2 separate regions of the Mus musculus genome follow, and region 1 is linked to region 2. Evidence: chromatin contacts called from public HiChIP or PLAC-seq data. All regions are on one chromosome and are shown on one strand. Each heading gives the region's core, a stretch centred on a gene start, on an enhancer-like site or on the middle of the called end of the contact. The rest is flanking DNA. Distances are from core to core; before and after follow the strand shown. Region 1 overlaps Eya2 (EYA transcriptional coactivator and phosphatase 2). Region 2 holds the start of Eya2 (EYA transcriptional coactivator and phosphatase 2).

Region 1 (2,768 bases), core at 90-2,589, 38 kb after region 2:
TGGCATGGAGAGAATATACAGCCCTCACAGATGTGTTAATGAGAAGTACGCTAACGTGCCCTCGGGTATGGCCCTCCATGGGCAGACAGGAGCAGTGCAGGCCCCAAGGAGGCTGCAGCTGGAGTTTGCACAAGAGGTTCCATCTGGAAGATGGGCTTGAATGGTCTCAGCCCGTGTTGCTTCCGGCTTATACCTCATGCTTCTGTTGGCCACAGCACCTGTCTGGGTGGAGCATCAGGGCAGAAGCAAAGGAGGCTGGCGTGTGCGTGGTCCCCGTTCCCTTCCTCCTTCCTTCCCAAAGCAGGAAGAAAATGAACCCACACTGGCGGCCTCCTTTGTGCCTGGGTAAAATACCTCCCAGGCAGGAAGCCGTCCACACACTCCATTTTTTATCTTCCTGGGCCTCTGTGGTGTGTGTGCCTTGTGTGTGCATGCATGGGAAGGCTGGGGGTCAGTGGGGTGAGTCTTTTTTCTATTGCTGTCTAGTTTTGTTTTGTTTTGTTTTGTTTTGTTTCATCTCATTTTCAGACAAGATCTCTCCCTGAACTCAGAGCTCACCAACTGGCAAGACCAGCTGGTCAGAGAGTTGCAGGCATCCTTCTGTCTCCACCTCCTTGGTGCCACCATGCCCAGCATTTCATTTAGGTTCGAGGGATTGGAACTCAGGTCCTCGCACTTACCCACCAAGCTGCACCTTACCCACGGAGCCATCCCTCCCCCAACACCCCCTCCCTACTGCTCTTTCCTGGGGGTGGGGGGGTCATTTTTTTCTTCCTGGCATAGGGAGTTGACTGTATTCAACAACAGTGCCCCCTCCCTCCATTTTTCCCTATGTCTGGGAATGGTTGTGACAGAAAGCAGCTTTATTGCAGTCCGTTGGTCCAAACAGGAAGAGTTGTAGCTCGGTGGTCCTGGGAGTCAGTCCGTGTGTATGATTCAGACAGCTTTTCCAGACCCAGGGACAAGGGTCGGGAGGTGGGGTGGGGACAAGATGTCAAAGGTTCCATCTGGAGTGGTCATCTGATGCTGTGGCCATTGCTTAGAGCTGTACTGGCGTTGGGACAACGACAGCCTTGGCCTCTTGCTAGGTGGTGCAGAAGGTGACCCGACCTATGCGCAGCTGGGATCAGCAGGAGCTGGGCTGGCACCTGCTCTGCTTGAGGCTCTGTTCACTTCAGCTCTTTCATCTCTGATCTGGGAGGAAAGACAAGACCGGCTCCTGCCAGCTCTCCAGAAAACTCTCTGAACTCTTGGCTGTGTCACTCCTCCTCAGAGGACCTGGCACTCTCGGAATATTCTGGCACTGCTTGCTGGGCTATGTCTCAAGTATTGCCCGGCCTCCAGAAGAATGCTGAGTCGTAAGAGGCCCAGCTAGCAGGAAGGGGTGTGGAGGCAAAGACACTCCTTGGTCACCCTGCCCCACAGTAAGCAGCAGGAAAGTCCCCGGTCCTTGGTAGTCTCACCTTCTGGACCTCAGCCACCTCACCTGTCAAATGGGGTCCTAGGCATCTTCACCCCAACAGCACGGGGGATGTGGCACTGTCACCTGGATACAGGCTGTAAGTAAATAGAGCCTGGTTACACTTAAGAGCTCTTTAAGGGTTGGCCAAGTAGAGTCACGGTGGCTGGGTACTGGGGACAAGCTGATGGCATCCTGAAAGCTCAGGTTTCCTGTCTTTAACCAACATTACGACATCTCCAGTTCATGGGAAAAGGACCCATTTGCCCGCTGCCCAGTGTGTACCACAGAGGCACCACCTGGTTTTAAGACTTGGGCCTTTCACAACACTGGCCACTGAGAGGCCAGATAGACCTTGTTTCTTTGGTCTGAGAATACTCTAGATACTGAGTCCTTTAGAGTCTTGGTTGATGGTTTGAGATGTGGGGCGCTCTTCACCTCTGGGCACGATGTAATGAGGGGCTGTGTCTTTGCTCTGTCTGCCTCATCTTGTGCAGCAGTCCCTGGCTGGACGCGGCTGGGCTCAGCCAGCTTTGAAGACGTCCCTCAGCTCTTTGACGGGGAGGTGAGGGTACCAAGACAATCTAGCTAGGCCACCAGCTGTTGATAGTGGGCCCTGGAGAGGTTCTGAAATGCAGAAAATACTGAGATGGCTTACCTGAGCTTCTGGAAGACTCGGTGTGTGGGATCCCATGTGCTTAGGACAAGGATAGCCTCAGCACTCAGGCTAAGCACTGTTGGATGTATGTGGTGTGTGTGTGTGTGTGTGTGTGTGTGTGTGTGTACATGTGTATGCATGTGTAAGCATGTGTATGCATGTGTAAGCACTGTTGGATGTATGTGGGGTGTGTGTGTGTGTGTGTGTGTGTGTGTGTGTGTACACATGTGTATGCATGCGCACACTTCCATTTTTGTGTGCGCAGATTCCAGAAGAAGGCATCAGATCCCTTGGAACTGAAATGGCCTCGAGTTTGTCAGATTGGCTGGCCAGCAAACTCCAGGGGCCCTCCCATCTCACCCTTCTCCCCAGAACTTCAGTTACAGGTGTCACGCACGGCACGCATGGCTTTTACAAGGGATAGAACTCAGGTCCCCATGCTTGCTGAGCAGGCACTTTACCAACAGGACCATCTCTCCAGTCCCTTCTTGCAGGGTGTTGAGAGTTAGCAATGGCCTCGGGTCCTGGGTCTCTTTACCTAGCAGATGGTACCAGCTAGCAGCTGAGGCTGCTTGCCAGTGCCTGCTCATGCCGTGAACTTCCTCCTCCTCCTCTGGCCCTGCTCAGCCCCTGCAGGCCCTGCAGGACCTC
Region 2 (2,709 bases), core at 1-2,500:
AGCTGCCATGTGAGTTCTGGGAACTTAACCAGGGTCTTCTGCAAGAGTAACAGGACCCTTAACTGTCGAGCTATCCCTCCAGCCCCTAGTTTTATTTTTATTGTCTGTATTTGGGGGGGGGGGGGGGAATTGTGCATGTGAGTGCAGTGCTTGCAGAGGCCAGCAGAGGGCATCAGATCTTCTAGAGCAGGAGCTTCTGGAACAAGTCAGAGTTCAGAGTCACCTAATCTATCCTGAGCACAGCTAGAGAAGCCAAAAGAAGCTGGCGTGTGTAAACTTGGAATAGATCTTTCACCTCTGGGGTCCAGCTGAGGCCCATTTCTAGTTTCCCACTAGGGACTCATAAGGGGCCCAGAGACTGACTGGTTTGGCTAAGGGACCCAAAGCCTGACTTGGAGACACCTGAAGTCCCAGTATCTGAGCAGCAGCAGTAGTAATCTGAAGCCAGCTGAGCCCCCATAAGGGAGGCACTGGGACTGGGGAATGGCATAGTCATTAAAGCACCATGCTAGCAGAAGGGCTTGAGTTCAGATCCCCAGTAGCTAAGTAAAATGCTAGGCGTGGCAGCAGGTGCCTATAATGCGTCGCCTAAGAGGCAGAGGCAGGAGGATCCCTGGAGCAAGCTTGCTGGCCAGCCCCTCCAGCTGAATCCTGAATCAAAAACCTCCATCTTCAAAAAGAAACCTTGCGTTGGGGGGTGGGGGGAGAGCTATTGACAAAAACAGTACTGCTGACCTCTGGCCTAATACATACACGCTCACCCTCACACTCACACTTTCCTGTAATTGAGGTGACACCTCCACAGAGACATCTTCCTGGACCGCTCTGCTGCCCGGCCACCCACAAGCCCTTCTTTCCCTCTCCTTGGTATTTACAACTTTCTTCAGCTGCCTTTTTCCCTGGATTCTTTGTTCGTGATTCCCACTCTCAACGTGGATGCAAAGTTCCAGGATGACAGAAAACGAGTTGGTCTTATTGTAGTGGAGCAGTTGACCAGGCACGGACAGTCGAGTGGATGGAGGATGGATGGATGAATGAATGAATGGATGGATGGATGGATGGATGGATGGATAGATAGATAGATAGATAGATAGATGATGGGTGGGTGGATGATGGGCGGATGAATGCATGTGTGCGGTCCCCGTCTGCGCTGCTGACTCTCTGGGGCCGCGCCTGGCCACGGTGAGGACGCTGCGGGGCCGGGAGGCGGCGTGGGCGTCGCCGCAGGGAGGAGGCCGGCGCGTCCCTCCTCCGGGAGCGCAGCGGCGGCAGCGAGAGCAGCGCGCACTGCAGGGCCGACTCCCCGCCCGGAGCCAGCGCCGCGCCCCGCGGCCCCCACGCACGGCGCGGCCCGGCGGGGGCGCAGGAGACCCGCGGCCGGGACAGGGGGCCGGTCCCCGGCACAGGAGGCTGCCGCAGCCCTGCGACATTCGCTCCGCGTGCCATCTCCCGGCCTGGCCCGCTCGGGACGACTCTGCACTGTGCGGGTGAGTACCGCGCTCGGGGACACCGGGTGGGACCGCGTCTCCCGGGGACCCCGTAGACACTAAAGGAGCGGAAACTCGGCCGCCGGCAGCAGATCCAGTCTTGAGATCCCTTTGGGTCTCAGGGCCTCAGTTTCCCCTTGTGTTCCAGGTGAGGGGGGGTGCGGGGCGCAGTGACTGAAGTTAGCAACTCCAGTGCGCCGGACAAGTGCAGGACGCGGCCGGGTCTCTGCGTTTGGTTTGTTGTTTGGCCTCGGAGGAGACTCAGGAGACTCGTGCTGAATCTCGGATTGTACCCAAAGGATCCAAGAGACAAGCTGATGTCCGAAGGCTGGGGTTGTGGGTGGCCGAGGAGCTGTGCAACTCGCTGGAACTTGGGGCCCGTGGCCCAGCCTCCCCCACGTCGATTTTCTTTTGAAAAGTCTTTACTATCCTGTAGCCCGCACTGGTCCAGCTCAGGGCGCTCACTCTGAAGCTGAAACTTAACACAACTTTTCATCAGGACGCTTAGACTGGGTTTCATAGTAAGGGGAGAGCGCGCGGACCTGAGTTACTATAGCCAGGCAGCTGTGGACTAGCCCTAGCTGCTTCATTGCATTTCAAACAGCTCTCACGCTCACGGAGTATTAGGGAAGCAGGACTGGGAGAGGTGTCCCATCGCTAAAGCCTCAAAGTGCTTTCTTTACTCCGCAGTTGAATGTGAGATTTTCTTGCAAGGCACATTGGGCCCCAAAACCATCCCAGGGCTCAGACTTGACAGCCCTCGCTCCTTGCCTGTGGAAAAAGCAAGGCAGAAACGCTATCGCCTATCCTCCCTCCCTCTTCCCGCCTCAGTCTGAAATGCTACATAACTTTTAACGACTTTAAGTATATATAATATATAACGCGATATTATATATAAATATGTCGTGCGAGGTACAGAAGCCACTCCTGGTGGGAAGGTTTAACGAAGTGAGAGAAAGTACTAGGATTTACAAACACCAGGGAAGCATTTGAATTATGTCTGAGTCGGGAACTCCCGCCCCAAGGAAACTATAACTGGGGACAGTGGTTGTATTTGAAGCCGATTCTATTAATTCCACAAGCCCTTGATGCTAGGATGAAAGAATTTTCTATGACCAGAGCATGGGTCAGCTTAAGAGAGACACCAGCCCTCGGAGATGTGTTAGACCCCAACATTCACAGCTGTCCGTGGGGACCAAGGCTGGGTCTTTTCAAAACAATC

The links. HiChIP or PLAC-seq counts read pairs in DNA pulled down with a chosen protein or histone mark.
Region 1: a contact with region 2 is called in an HNF4G HiChIP or PLAC-seq map of pancreatic cancer cells. The contact joins the enhancer-like site here to the promoter of Eya2 in region 2. A contact is called at or near these places in 1 of 15 datasets of contacts at CTCF or cohesin (CD8 T cells), 3 of 484 Hi-C or Micro-C datasets (embryonic stem cells and uterus), 3 of 115 datasets of contacts at active chromatin or transcription factors (embryonic stem cells and pancreatic cancer cells) and 2 of 9 other capture datasets (adipose tissue and liver).

Annotation. Positions count from the first base shown.
Region 1 is chr2:165,631,917-165,634,684 of GRCm38.p6, forward strand. All of the region lies in intron 1 of Eya2 (EYA transcriptional coactivator and phosphatase 2), which reads left to right. Among named protein-coding and RNA genes, the nearest start is that of Eya2, 38 kb to the left of the region's middle. Within about 2 kb of position 1,340, at least 30 of the 459 cell types and tissues checked have an H3K27ac peak or open chromatin away from gene starts, as enhancers often do. A contact at or near this core is called in pancreatic cancer cells and uterus, where this site is marked.
Region 2 is chr2:165,593,778-165,596,486 of GRCm38.p6, forward strand. Eya2 (EYA transcriptional coactivator and phosphatase 2) reads left to right here and starts at 1,251. Exons shown (of 16, transcript NM_001271963.1): 1 at 1,251-1,487.